Linked DNA regions of Mus musculus: region 1 is linked to region 2. A link is a contact called in public promoter capture Hi-C data. All regions are on one chromosome and are shown on one strand. Each heading gives the region's core, a stretch centred on a gene start, on an enhancer-like site or on the middle of the called end of the contact. The rest is flanking DNA. Distances are from core to core; before and after follow the strand shown. Region 1 overlaps Xpo6 (exportin 6). Region 2 holds the start of Sbk1 (SH3-binding kinase 1).

Evidence for each region. Promoter capture Hi-C pulls out the DNA fragments that hold promoters and counts their contacts.
Region 1: a contact with region 2 is called in a promoter capture Hi-C map of the C10 cell line. The contact joins the enhancer-like site here to the promoter of Sbk1 in region 2. A contact is called at or near these places in 4 of 39 promoter capture datasets (the C10 cell line, embryonic stem cells and neutrophils), 4 of 115 datasets of contacts at active chromatin or transcription factors (bone marrow-derived macrophages and embryonic stem cells) and 1 of 9 other capture datasets (adipose tissue).

The regions. Positions count from the first base shown.
Region 1 is chr7:126,164,360-126,170,788 of GRCm38.p6, reverse strand. Xpo6 (exportin 6) reads left to right here. Exons shown (of 24, transcript NM_001311143.2): 4 at 1,463-1,660. It also overlaps the pseudogene Gm17137. Among named protein-coding and RNA genes, the nearest start is that of Xpo6, 33 kb to the left of the region's middle. Within about 2 kb of position 1,983, at least 32 of the 459 cell types and tissues checked have an H3K27ac peak or open chromatin away from gene starts, as enhancers often do.
Region 2 is chr7:126,270,027-126,276,399 of GRCm38.p6, reverse strand. Sbk1 (SH3-binding kinase 1) reads right to left here and starts at 3,904. Exons shown (of 4, transcript NM_145587.3): 1 at 3,301-3,904.

The DNA of each region.
Region 1 (6,429 bases), core at 734-3,233, 100 kb after region 2:
AAGACAAAGATAGCTAGACACATTGGATGGAGTATTTGTATTGCTACCATCTTCCAGCCATGGAACTACTCATGCTAACTCTCGTCCAAGCTTTGTCTGCTGGGCATGTCACATCAACCTCTTTTCCACTGTCCTTTCTGCTATGGTCTGCAGTACTCATTAACCCATTTGTTCTTTATGGGATAGGGAGTGGTATTTTGGTAATTATCTCAGGCTGGCTTCAGACTTACCACCCACCAGCCTCAGTCTCCCATGTGATTGGATTACACATGTGTGCTGTCATGTCTGGCTTGTTCACTTATATTTGAACATTACAGTTGTTTCTGTTACTATATGGTGGCCAGATGGCCAATAAGACATGTTGGAAACAATGATATAATAGCAAGTTTTTATACATACAACTTACTGTATCTTAAATTGTTCAGTATATCTTCCTAGAGATAGGAGAGATGAGATTGTTTTATCCTAAGAATTTCTTTTTCTTCTTCTTCTTCTTCTTCTTCTTCTTCTTCTTCTTCTTCTTCTTCTTCTTCTTCTTCTTCCTCCTCCTCCTCCTCCTCCTCCTCCTCCTCCTCCTCCTTTTCTTTTCTTTTCTTTTCTTTTCTTTTCTTTTCTTTTCTTTTCTTTTCTTTTCTTTTCTTTTCTTTCTCCTCCCCTCCCCTCCCCTCCCCTCCCCTCCCCTCCCCTCCCCTCCCCTCCCCTCCTTTCTTTTCTTTTCTTTTTGACAGGGTTTCTCTCTGTAGCCCTGTCCTGTCCTGGAACTTGCTCTGTAGAGTAGGCTGGCCTTAAACTCACAGAGTTCCACATGCCTCTGCCTTTTGAGTGTTGGGATTAAAGGCATGTGCTACCACCGTCCAGCTTGTCCTCAGATTTTTTTTTATTGGATATTTTATGTATTTACATTTCAAATGTTATCCCTTTTCCTGGTTTCACTTCTGAACCCCCCACCCCCCATCCCATCCTCTCTCTCCCTGCTTCTATGAGGGTGCTCCTCCACCCACTTACCCACTCCCACCTCACTGCCCTGGCACTCTCTTACACTGGAGAATCGAGCCTTCACAGGACCAAGGGCCTCTCCTATTGATGCCAGACAATGCCATCCTCTGCTACATATGTGACTGGAGCCATGAGTTTCTCCTTGTGTACTCTGTGGTTGGTGGTTTAGTCCCTGGGAGCTCTGAGGTGGGAGGAGGGACCTGGTTGGTTGGTATTGCTGTTCTTCCTATGGGGTTGCAGACCCCTTCAGTCCTTTCTGTAACTCCTCCATTGGGGTCCCTGTGCTCAGTCCAATGGTTGGCTTGTCCTAAGATTTTAATATTTGTGTTTATCATTTTGCTAAATGTCCTAAACTGTTAGAGCTAGGTAGATGTGTGTGTATGTGACGTTACAGGTAATTATAGAATGAAAACCATTCATTTTGTGTAAAGCTCATTAATTTAAAAGATACGTATTTGTTTTTCAGAATCTAATCAATAAAATGTGGCTTGGGGTCCCATCTCAGGATAAGATGGAAATCCGTAGCTGCTTGCCCAAACTTCTCTTGGCTCACCATAAAACCTTACCTTACTTTATTCGGAATAAACTCTGCAAAGTTATCGTTGATATTGGACGCCAAGATTGGCCCATGTTCTACCATGACTTTTTCACTAACATTTTACAGGTAAGGATCTACCTGGGGGAACTGTCATATAAATTGTTCGCAGAGGGATTATATCCCTTGACTTGAGGGGTTTTATAGTTATTCTTTGGGGCTGCAGTAAGTAGTAAGTGTTGTAGGCTGGATTCATACATTGTCTGTCTTTATGTTCTGTAGCTTTGCATAGTGGAGGAGAGAGGGAGTGGAGGGAGAGTGAGCCTAGTTACTTCCTTAGCACCTGTGAAGTTAGTTCTGCTCAGCAGGCCTCTGAAGGCCTGGCTCCTGATACGATGGCGATGGCGGTGAAAGGAGGGTTCTAGTGGTTTCAGAATTGTCAGGAAATAACCACAAACTGTAAATAGCCATTGATAGAAGTATTGTGGAATGTTTGCTGCTGGGGTGTGTGTTACACAGCCTTGGGATTGATAAACAGGACCAAACCGGTTTTAGAGTAAATTTCATCATCAGGCGGTCGTATGTTAGCTATCTAAAGTTTCTTTGGACTCAGTTCTACCTTGATCCATTGGCAGTCAAGAGTATATTGTGATAGTTGGTAGGGAATCTGCAGTTTGTGTTGTGATCAGCCTCCAGCTCTCTGCAGGTTGCTTATACCTTTCTAGGACATTGGGAAAGGAAGTAATAAGGTGAGACTGACCATGCTCCTCCCCACCCTGTAGTCTGTGGGTCAGTGCCCCTTTTGTAAGGTCGTTCCTCAGATTTCTGAAGTCTGCTGAGCCAAACCTTTGGACACATTTTACCTAAGGCCAGATTACTGAGAAACAAGGGTGGCTACTTCTTCCCCAATAGGTATGTAATAAAAACGGATGGCTCACTAGAAACCTAAATTTGATCTGCAGCTCAAAGGTACTTATTGTCTGCTAAGTCAGATGCAGAAGCTAAGTGTGTTTAGAATTTTAATTATATATTAATTGCCTTTCTGGATAAAAGAACAATAAAAATGAAAAATTAAATGTTTTCTCCAGTTTTTTCAAGTAAAGGATTATGTGGGGGCAATTAAAAAAAAAGTCTACTATAATTAGTTCCTTAGTTTTCTCTCTTGGAGACAGAATTTCACCACTGTGCTATTTAGCCGGGAAGTAGCAGAGATCTATCTGCCTCTGTCTCTGTTTCCCAATGCTGGACTCAAAGGTGTGTGACTCCATTCTTACTTGCTTGACACATTCTCATGTTTTAGCCTTTACTATATTTTAGCTTCAAAACAAAACCAAAAAACCCAAAACTGTCAACAGTAAAATTTGCTCTGAAATGTTTCCTTAGGTACTAGCTAGCTACAACTGTGTCTTGGAAACTGAAACTCCAAATATTTAGTGAGTACAGATTAGAAGTAGTTCCCAATCACCCAAAGCAGCTAGAATAACGGACAGGAAAGAAGAGGCCCGAGAGGCAGCTGGGAAAGCAGCTGCAGAGGCAGTCCAGCGGTCTCCAGGAAGTGCCCTTGCTTTAGAGGAGGTGGGAAGGTCACACTGCCACATTCAGTTAATTCATTGAGCTTCAGGAAGGAAGAAGTTAAAGTCAGCTTGGCTTTGGTTTGTAACCCAGCTGGGAACCTTGTCCTAGCTTTGAACCTTAGAAAGGTGGAACCTTGTCCTAGCTTTGACAGAATGAGGTCTAAGATCAACCCTGGTTAGAGGTCAGGGAGTTAAAAGGCAAACAACCAGGTCCAAACTCTTAAGGTCTCAGAAGTGAGGAAGGTTCTCAAAAGCAATAGAAAGGGAGCGCAGAGAGTGGGAGAGCTCTGCTAGCAGAAGCTATAACCAGACTCGCTTCTGCTGAGAGTCCGGCTTAAGGGCATCTGGATGATGAAGGGAAGGGAACGAATGTCCTCTCCCTTTCTCTCTCTTTTCATCAGAGCCTGGTATCCTCTATAGGGGAAGTGGATTAGCTTTTGCACTTTATAGATTATTGTGGGCGGTAGCTAGGACAGTGGTTCAGTCATTCTGTTTTGTTTTTTGAGACAGGGTTTCTCTATATTCCTGGCTGTCCTGGAACTCTCTGTAGACTAGTTTGGCCTTGAATTCACAGCTGTCTGCTTGCCTCCATCTCCTGAGTGCTGGGGTAAAGGCATGCACCACCACCTACCACTTATACAGTCTTATGATGATTTTTAAAAAGATTTTTTAGTGTGTGCACATGTGCCCTCTGAAGCCAGAAGAGAGAGAGTGTTGTATCCCCTGGATCTGGAGGTATAGGTGGTGGTGAGCCACTAATGTGGGTGCTGGGAATTGAGCTCAGGTTCTCTGGAAGAGCAATATGCTCTTTTTAAAAACTTACTATTTTTAATTGGTGTGTATTTGCATGTATCTGTGAGAGACTGTGTGAATGCAGATACCCTTGGGTGTGGCATCTTCTGGAACTGGTGTTGTAGGCAGTTAGGAGCATCTGGTATTTGTGTTGGGAGCTGAACTGGGTCCTCTACATGAGCAGTAAGTGCTCTTGGACATGGAGCCATTTCTCCAGACCTGCTGTATATTCTTTCACTGAGCCATCTCCCTAGCCACTCTTAGGATTTTATTGAAGATGTGGCCTTCTTCTCTGAGCTTTTTATTTCTTCTCTGTTAGTATGTTTGTCATCTACTAGCTTTTATGAACTTGTGGACCATGTGCAAAAAGAGGTAGGTCCAGAAGGTCAGCATCATCGTCATGGTGTTGAGGTGGTACTGATGGAAAAGGCCTGAGTGAGCAAGCTCTAGTGGGCATACCAGGGTGTGGTGCAAGAACCAGAGGGCAAGGAGGCCTGCCAGGTGATGATGAAAACAATGGCAAAGATGAGGAAGATGTTACTAGATATTTTCCATGCTGTGTAATTAAAACATTTTGGCTGTCTCTGGCAGGTCATGAGAAACCCATGATGGTAAGGGTCACTGCTCAGAGTTGACAAACCGGGAGAAACTAAGAAGAATGATGGTGGCCACCTGATAGATGATCTGTTTCTTAAAATTCAACTTGACCAGGGAACAGTAGAATGGAAGTTGAGCCATGTAGTATTTTCAGTCCTGGGAAAAGGGGTGATCCCAAATCGGGTATCTCTTCCAAACTTTGGCCATGCCTTAGAATCAGGGTTTAGCCTCAGGGATGGCCATGTTAGCACAAAGGGAACCAGGTAAAATTGCTTCTGAGTACACTTGAGAAGACTGGGGATATGGGCCAGTCTTGAGTGTAACAGTGGTGGGAATCATGATTATACCTGGTTGCTGAGAGTTCTCTTTGCCAAGATAAAAGCTCCACCCCACTTACTTGGGCTGCTTCCACTGGTCAGGGAGAGGTGCCTCACAGCTAAGCTACTTCACCATTCAGGAGGGCAGCTGATGGTATAGCCACATAAAGCTCAAAGAGGTATCAGATGACAAGAAAGAGCAAGGCCAGGAGTAGTGTGATGTCTGGGGCTTTGGTACCAACTCCTCCATCTCAGTCTTCCGGACTGGCACAGGTTAATTTCACTGCAGCTGTAAGCATTTCCGTCAAATGTGATCATGTAAGAGTTGGAGCAGAGTAGGCTAGCCTCGATGGGCTCTGTTCCTGTGTGAGCTGCAAGGGCCACATGTTCTCTTGGTTTTGTCCTCTTGCCAGCTCCCTCCTTTTTCCTGGAGCCAGGGAACCAGCCACAGTCAAGGAAAGCAAAGATGACTTACTTCCTTTTTATTTTTATTTGAAACAGGGTCTCATGTGGCCCTGGTTTGTTTGGAATTCTCTATGTAGACCAGGCTGGCCTTAAACCAGTGGTCTCAACCTTCTCAATGCTGTGACCCTTTAATATAGTTTTTCATTTGGTTGTGATCCCAACCAAAAATTATTCTTGTTGCTAATTTAGAACTGTAATTTTGCTACTGTTATAAATCACAATGTAAAAACATCTGTTTTCTGATGGTCTTAGGCAACTCCTATGAAAAGGGGTTTCGACCTGTTGGTTGAGAACCATGATTTGAACTCATGGAGATCAATCAGCTTGTCTCTGCCTGCAGAGTGCTGGGGTACAAGGAATGTGCTACCACACCTAGCAAGAGTGACTTTATTATGTCTTATGTCCTACGTGTTCAGTCTTTAGCACTACCAAAAAAGAAAAAAGGTCATGAAGAATGAATTCCTTCCTTGCTAACTTCTCCCTCAGGATGGAACCTAGGGCCATACAGTGCTAGGCAAACCGTCTACTATTGAGCTCTAGCTCTTGTTAGATTGTTTGTTTGTTTGTTTTTTGGAGACAGGGTCTTGCTGTATAGTCCAGGCTGCCCTCAAATTTATGATCTTGGTGCTGCCTCTGTTTTCCTAGTGCCTAGATGTCTAGGTGTGTGCCACCATTCCTAGTGATGGCTTTCTTTTTTCACTGGATTTCTTACCTGTGCTTTCTTTCCTTTGAATAAAGAAAGGAGATTTAAGATGGATTTTCTATATTGTAGAGGATCTGACCATATGTGAGGAGCACAGAGGCATTTCATATCTAAAGGAAAGTGAGTAACTGAGTTGGAGAGATGGACATGGATGGCTCCTAAAAGCACTTACAGGAGAACAAGGTTCATTCAGTTCCCAGTATTATCACTGGCCTCAGCAGTCACTTGGACACTTGTGCATATAAATTCATATAGGTGGGCACACCTGTGCACACATAACCACATAACACACACATGCACCACACATATACACAAACCTTGAAAGTGAATGTTGCCAAGTAGATCATTTGGCAGAATAGGTTTATTCAACCCTGAAAGATTTAAGTGCTTAGGAGCTGGGGAGATGGCCAGTGGCTAAGAGGACTTGTTGCCAGAGTCCATGTGTTGGCT
Region 2 (6,373 bases), core at 2,655-5,154:
GCCCCTCTCCTGGAGAGAAGCAGAGGATAAAAGGGGACTTCCTCCCGAGGACCTAACCCCACAGACCTTTTCCTGCAGGCCCCCATGACTGGGCTGGGAGTCCTCTTTGCTACCCATCTTGGAGCTCTGCAGCCCTGCCAACTACCAACTTCATCAATGACTGCTTCCCCTCAGCCCATGCCAAGCCCCGCGTCTCTAGAGCAGCTCCCAGAGGAAGCTCGGCTATCCCTTGCGGTGCCCCTTTAATGAGTGAGACCAAACAGTCTCTGGCCTCTGGCTTAGTTCATCCTACACAGTATTGTTCCTATTCTATAGATAAGTAAACTGAGGCCCAAAGCAGCTAAGTACATCCCAAACCTAGAGCGAGTCCAGAGCTGGTGCTCTCCACATGGCACTAGGCCATCTCTTTTGACCTCTGCTCCAGCAGACCTTTGTCCAGGAAGATTGCATACCTACCAAAGCCAAGGCGAGTGGCTAGGGCCTGGTGCTGGCCTCTGGCTCTGGCCCAGTTATTTGGTAACAGTCATCAGCTTCATGCTTAGGGAATGTCAGAGGCTGGGGAGGGACAAGGTTACTTTGTTTTGTTTGCTGGATTGGGGATAGAACCTTGAACGTGGCCGGCATGACCACCATCCAAGGTTCAACCCAGGCCACCTGTTCAGTCCTGGAAAGCCCGAGAAGAGGAAGCCTGGAGAACCTCCTCCACTTTTGTCCTCTCTGCACAGAGGAGTAAACTGAGGTCAATAGCAGCCCTCCCCAAGTCCTCCGTCAGACTTAGCCTAAACCCTGGTCTACTGCCCCTCGCAATGGTTATTTCTGTGCCTCCAGTGTGTGTGCTGCTAGTCCTAACCCAGCCATGGGCAGGTAGACCGGGCACAGCCAGTGCTGAACACTCATTTTTCCAGCTCCCACTCTTCCCGACAAACCTGGAGGTCAGCAGCTAGGCTCTAAGTTCACACCAATAAAGAACAGGTCAGGCGTTCTTGGGACGACTGGGAGCGTGTGTCCTGCCCACACAACACAGCCATTCTCTAGCTCTGGGCCTCAAGCTGCTGCATCCCCTGGGTTTTCAGGAAGATCTCCAAATCAGCATCTGAATGTGAAATCCTCCAAGAATTTCTGAGCGTCAGTAACAAACACAGACATGTGAAATACACTGATCAGCAAACTGGGGCTCTACGCTGTATTCTCCAAATGCTAAGACATCAGGCTGTAGGCTCAACGGTGCTGGTGTGGCCAGAACAGGACAGCCCCAGATTCCCAAAGCTGAGCCTAGGAGTGCAGTCTCACAGCACATGGAAACAAATGCCACTAAGCTGCCCAGCCACCAATCACCTAGCCTGGGCTCTCTACCATGTGCAGTCTAAGCCAGAGCAAAAGGGGAGGTAGAGGTAGAAACAGCTGCCAAGCCATCCTAGAGTGGGGCTCTGGGTCAGGGGGATTTTATATGATAAAGAGTTAAGAGTCATGGAGATGAGCCAGGTAATGTGCGGGTGCTCAAGATGTAAATTAGGGCAGGCTGCAGAGAGCTGGGCTGCCAAGCTACTTCATTAGGGCTACTCAATGGGGAGCCGCGGCAGGTTAACAAAGAGTGAAAGTCTTCCTGCCAGTCCCCTTCTGGCCTCATAATGGCTCTTTCTGCTCACAGTCATTTGAACTTCTCTCCAGCCTCTGCTTCTACTTTCTTGCCTGTGGAGTATGTGACTAAGCCCCGGGCTCCAACCCACTGCACAAAATAAACTTCCAAGGTGGCTAGGACACACCTTAAATGCTCCTGACAGTCTGGCTTCAATCTGTACCCACCAAGCTGGCTGCAGATATGTAGTTCACTCTCATTCTCTCTGGGAAGTGCCACAGGCTTGATCAAGGTCACCTCATCTTCAGGGCAACTGGCTTTCGCACATCCTCTCCTGGGGGGAGGGGGGGTGGCTGCCTTGACTGTCCTTGAGTCTGCAGGGGGGATCTGCAAGAGTGCTGACCCAGGCTACATCTGTACTCATGGGGCAAAGCCAGCATCAGAGAGGAGTCCAGGCAGTAGTGATGGGAAGGTATCAGCTGCTCAGGTCTGATCTGGGGAATCAGGTGTCACAGGGACAAGGGGTCAAGGGTTGGGCAGCTGGTCCTGACATGGTCTGGACAAACAAAACAGCCCAAGGATCTGAAGCCTGATCATCAGGAAAAGATGAGGGGAAGCCCCAAACTCCAGGGCTGGAGCTTCAGACACGGTAGATGTTGCAATGAATGGATAAATAAACGAACAAAGAAACTTCTATAGGGCTCTGTGTTCTGAATCCTGCCTTCCCCAGCCTGTCTGCTCACCTCCTACCTGACTTTACACCTGTCTGTGGAAGGCTGAAAAAAACCTTCCTGCCCTTTCTCGGGGTACAACGCACCCAAGATCTTCCGGCATTCCCTGGGTCCTGGGGTTTAGGACATTTGTTGAGGCCCTCTTGATTGTAGATGCTTTGGAAAGCTTAAGCAAGAATCCAGACTCACTCCTGCATCGTAGAGGACACAGTGTCCCAGTCCCGGACTTGGCCCTAGGTGTTCCCCGGGTCAGAAAAAGGGAAAACACTCAGGTTTGCTGTCCTTGGGACTTAGAGGGGCAGAAAGGTGCTCTGACCCGAAATGGTTTCTTCATTCAGGGTACCTCCCTCCCCCAAACTAGCTGTTCACTGAGAGGGCTTGTCCTCTCCCTGTTCTGCAGGGAGCACAAAGAGGGACTGGATAAAGAGCCCCACTGAGACCTGAGCTGGGGTCTCAGAGTCAGAAAATAAGAGACTCATCCTCTCAAACACGCCCCTTCCCTGCCCTCTCAGACAAAGGCACACACCCAAAGCCCCAGCTGTCACCCAGAGCTGCAGAATGCAGGCACCTCTCACCTTTGGGCGCCCCAAATTTTCTCTTTCCTGTGGGGAGGGTGGGTGTCACTTAAGAACTCAGCTTGGTCTTTGGGAGATGATAGTTACGTGTCTTTATTCTTCAAAGGACCTAAGGTCTAAGGCTCCAGGCTATTCCGGGGAGACTCTCCACCTTCTAACCCCTCTCCAGGGCGTCGCAACTCCTCTCTCCCGGGGTCCGAAGCTGTGCCCAAATCTCAGGGTTGGGGTGGAAGGTGGGGGAAGGGAGAGGAGGAGGGGGCGGCTCCTCCAAGCGAGACACAAAGAGACGTCCTTCAGCCTCGGCTCCATGGCGACGCTGAGGAGGGGGAGCGCGCACTCTGGACTTCCTTCCCCACCTGCAGGACTCTAGGGACCTCGGTACCACTCACCTGCCGCCCCTCACCTGGGTCCCACTTACCTGGGCTGGGGCCGCGGGGACGCCGCGGCAGGGGGCCTGGGCGCCGTGTCGATCTTCGTCTGCCCGGCCCGAGAGGGGCTCAGGGCACCACTACCACCATGAGCCGGGACGCTGAAGGCGTCGCAAGGGGCTTGGTCGCCCGGGTCCCGAGGCTTTGGGGTGCCCGCGGCTTCTCGTTAGCAAGAGGATCTTGCTGTCCTAGGTTTGGGGTCCCTGTGTGCCGGAGTAGCGGATTAGGGAGGCTAGCGCCCCAAGCCTGGGTCTCTCTGTGTCTTGAGGTGTGCGGTTGTAGCAAGCAGATCTTGGGGGGCCCGGGTTGGATCGGTCGCTGCGTCCCAGCAGCCGCGTGCGAGGATGGAGGTCACCGCTCAGCCGCTGGGGGGTTCGGGCGCCGCCGCTGCGAGCAGCCCGGCCCTGCGGGCTCCTGCCCCGGCCTGGCGCGGGCTGAGGCTGCGGCTCCGGCTGAGGCTCCCGCTCCGCCCGGCACTCGGGCTCCAGCGCCGGTGCCCGCCCGGGCTGCGCTCCATCGCGGCCTCGCGGCTCCGCCTCCCGCCGGCGCGTACCTGCCCGCCCGCCGCTCCGCCCTCCGCCTCGCGCGCCGCCGCACGCGCCTTTGTCCGCCGCGCCGGGTGCGCGCTCCGCGCACGCGCACTCCCGCCGCGCCCTCCCGCCAGGCGCCACGGGCCTGGACCTCCCCACCGCCGCGGGAGCCGCACGATGCCCCGCCCGCTTTCCGGCCACGCGGGGTCCTAAGGCCCGCCGGTCATTGGCATAAGCTTCTTTTTCTAGGTCAGAGCCCAGGAGGGGGCCAGAACGAGGTTAGAGAGGGCTCGGGGGAGTCACAGAGGGTCACCTGGTCCAGCTGCTTGGTCCCCGAGGGGCTAGACTGTCCCAGACTATTCCAGCCTGTGCTTGTGGGGCGGAGCCTGGATCTGTTTCAAAGAAGAAAAATAAATCCGAGCTCTCCTATTCAGAATGCACTCGCTCATTCAACTACCGGTCCATCTGTTCACCCGCCTGTCTGCCCATTCATCCTTCCACCTATCCATTCGATTTCCAGGGGACCTCATAAGACTACTAGGCTACTCAGAGACCTGGGGTCTGTGGGGCCGTGCAGGGTTCAGGCAGAACTTTCGAGCTCTGCTGTAGGGAGACCGCGAAGTAAGTTTAAGGAAAAGCTGGGATTAAAGGTGTATAGCAGAACGGAAGAAGGGGGTGGGGGGTTCCTGGCTGAAGCAGCAGCTGTGCAAAGCCACCCGGGTGTGAAGAGCTTTGTTCATTAACCGGAAATTGTAGCCTGGATGCAGGTGGGGCGATCGAGCAGAGATGGCGACAGAGTGGGAACAACGAACGCATCCTTCCAGAGGCCCAGTCTCCCATGCAGCATACTATTTTATTCATAGAAAAAGCCCCCGACGCACCCAAAATCTCTCCTCCTTTTAATCTCTGATCAGATTGTTTTCTCAAATTAGCATCCTCTTCCAACCACTCCAGCTGCTGGTAGAACTTTTAGAGCTGGTTATTGCAAACTCAGGTAGCCTTAGGTGGAGCTGGGAAGACGGCTTATTAAGTAAAGTGCTTGCCAGGCAAGCATGAGGGACTTGAGTTCCTCCAGTGCCATGACACCTGTAGTTCCAGCCCTGGGAAGGCAGAAACAGGTGGATCCCAGGGACCAGCCTGATCTGATCCGTGAGTTCCAGTGAAAGACCCAGTCTCTGAATAAATAAATAAGTACGGGAGGGGAGAAGGGGAACCAAGCGAGATGCTGCTAAAGACCAGGGTTCAGGCCCCCAGGACTCAGCTATGGCTGGGCAGGTGTAGCAGCCTAGAATCCCAGCATTTAGGAGGCAGACAGGATCCCCAGAGCAAGCTGACTAGCAAGACTAGCCGAATGAGTCAGCTCTAGGTTCAAGTGAGAAACCATGCCTCAATTTGTAAAATAGAGAACAAGAGAATCAACCTCCGTCTGCACATGCACACACATGCATGTGCACCCCACATACATGCAAACACACACATATGCATGCATACCACGCACCCACAAAAAGTTAAATGAGCTGGGGAGGGATTGAAGAATACACCTGATAATGTCAACTTCTGCCCTCTACACACACACACACACACCTAAGTTGAATAAACTACAGACAGGAACTAGAAATGTGGCTCAGTCTTGGCATAGGGAAGACCCTGGACTCAGTCCCCAGAACTGGACGAAGAAACGAAGAAACAAACACCCAAAGCTGATGCGCAGACTTCTGCTTGGCAGCCCACACTACTGCTACTGCTACTTGTAATCCTAGCCCACCTTCCTCCCACTTTTACTGAAAGTTAGTTTTCTGGAAACCAGGTCCTTTGTGGGCACCAGCTCTGTTGAGAACAATGTCTCTTAGGTTGCATTCCTAATGAGCTTGCCAAGCATCCCCTGTCCCCTCCAGGGTAAAGCTTACGCTGTATTGTGGTGTGAAGGAAAATGGCCTCCATAAGTTCTTAGAGAGTGGCACTGTTAGGAGCTGTTACCTTGTTGGAGGAAAGTGTGTCATTGGGGGTAGGCTTTGAAGTTTCAAATGCTCAAGCTAAGCCCAGGGTCACTCTCTCTTCTTGCTGCTTGAGGAAATGGGTATAGAACTCTCAGCTACCTCTTCAGCGCTCTGTCTGCCTGTCTGCTTCCATGCTTCCCGCCATGATATTGGGTTAAACCTCTGAACTGTAAGCCAGTCCCAACTAAATGTTTTCTTATAAGAGTGTCTGTGGTCACGGTGTCTGTTCACAGCAACAGAAATCCAAAGATGCCCTGTGCTGCAGGCTGTCAGCATCTAGTGCCTGCTTGCCACACCAGTCCAGGGAATCTCTCTTCTCCACTCAGCCTTGGCATCAGCAAGCTCTTCTGGAACATCAACTTCTTGCTTTTCCACATCTTTGTACATTTGGTTCCTTCCGTCCATAACACCAACCTTGTCTGCTAATTTCCACACAAGTTATCCTCTAAAACAATTCTGTAGCTGCCTGCTCTCTTCCACTTCATCCCAGCCTCCCTGCCTTTCCCCCGCCCCTTCCAAAATGAGGTATTGGTGCT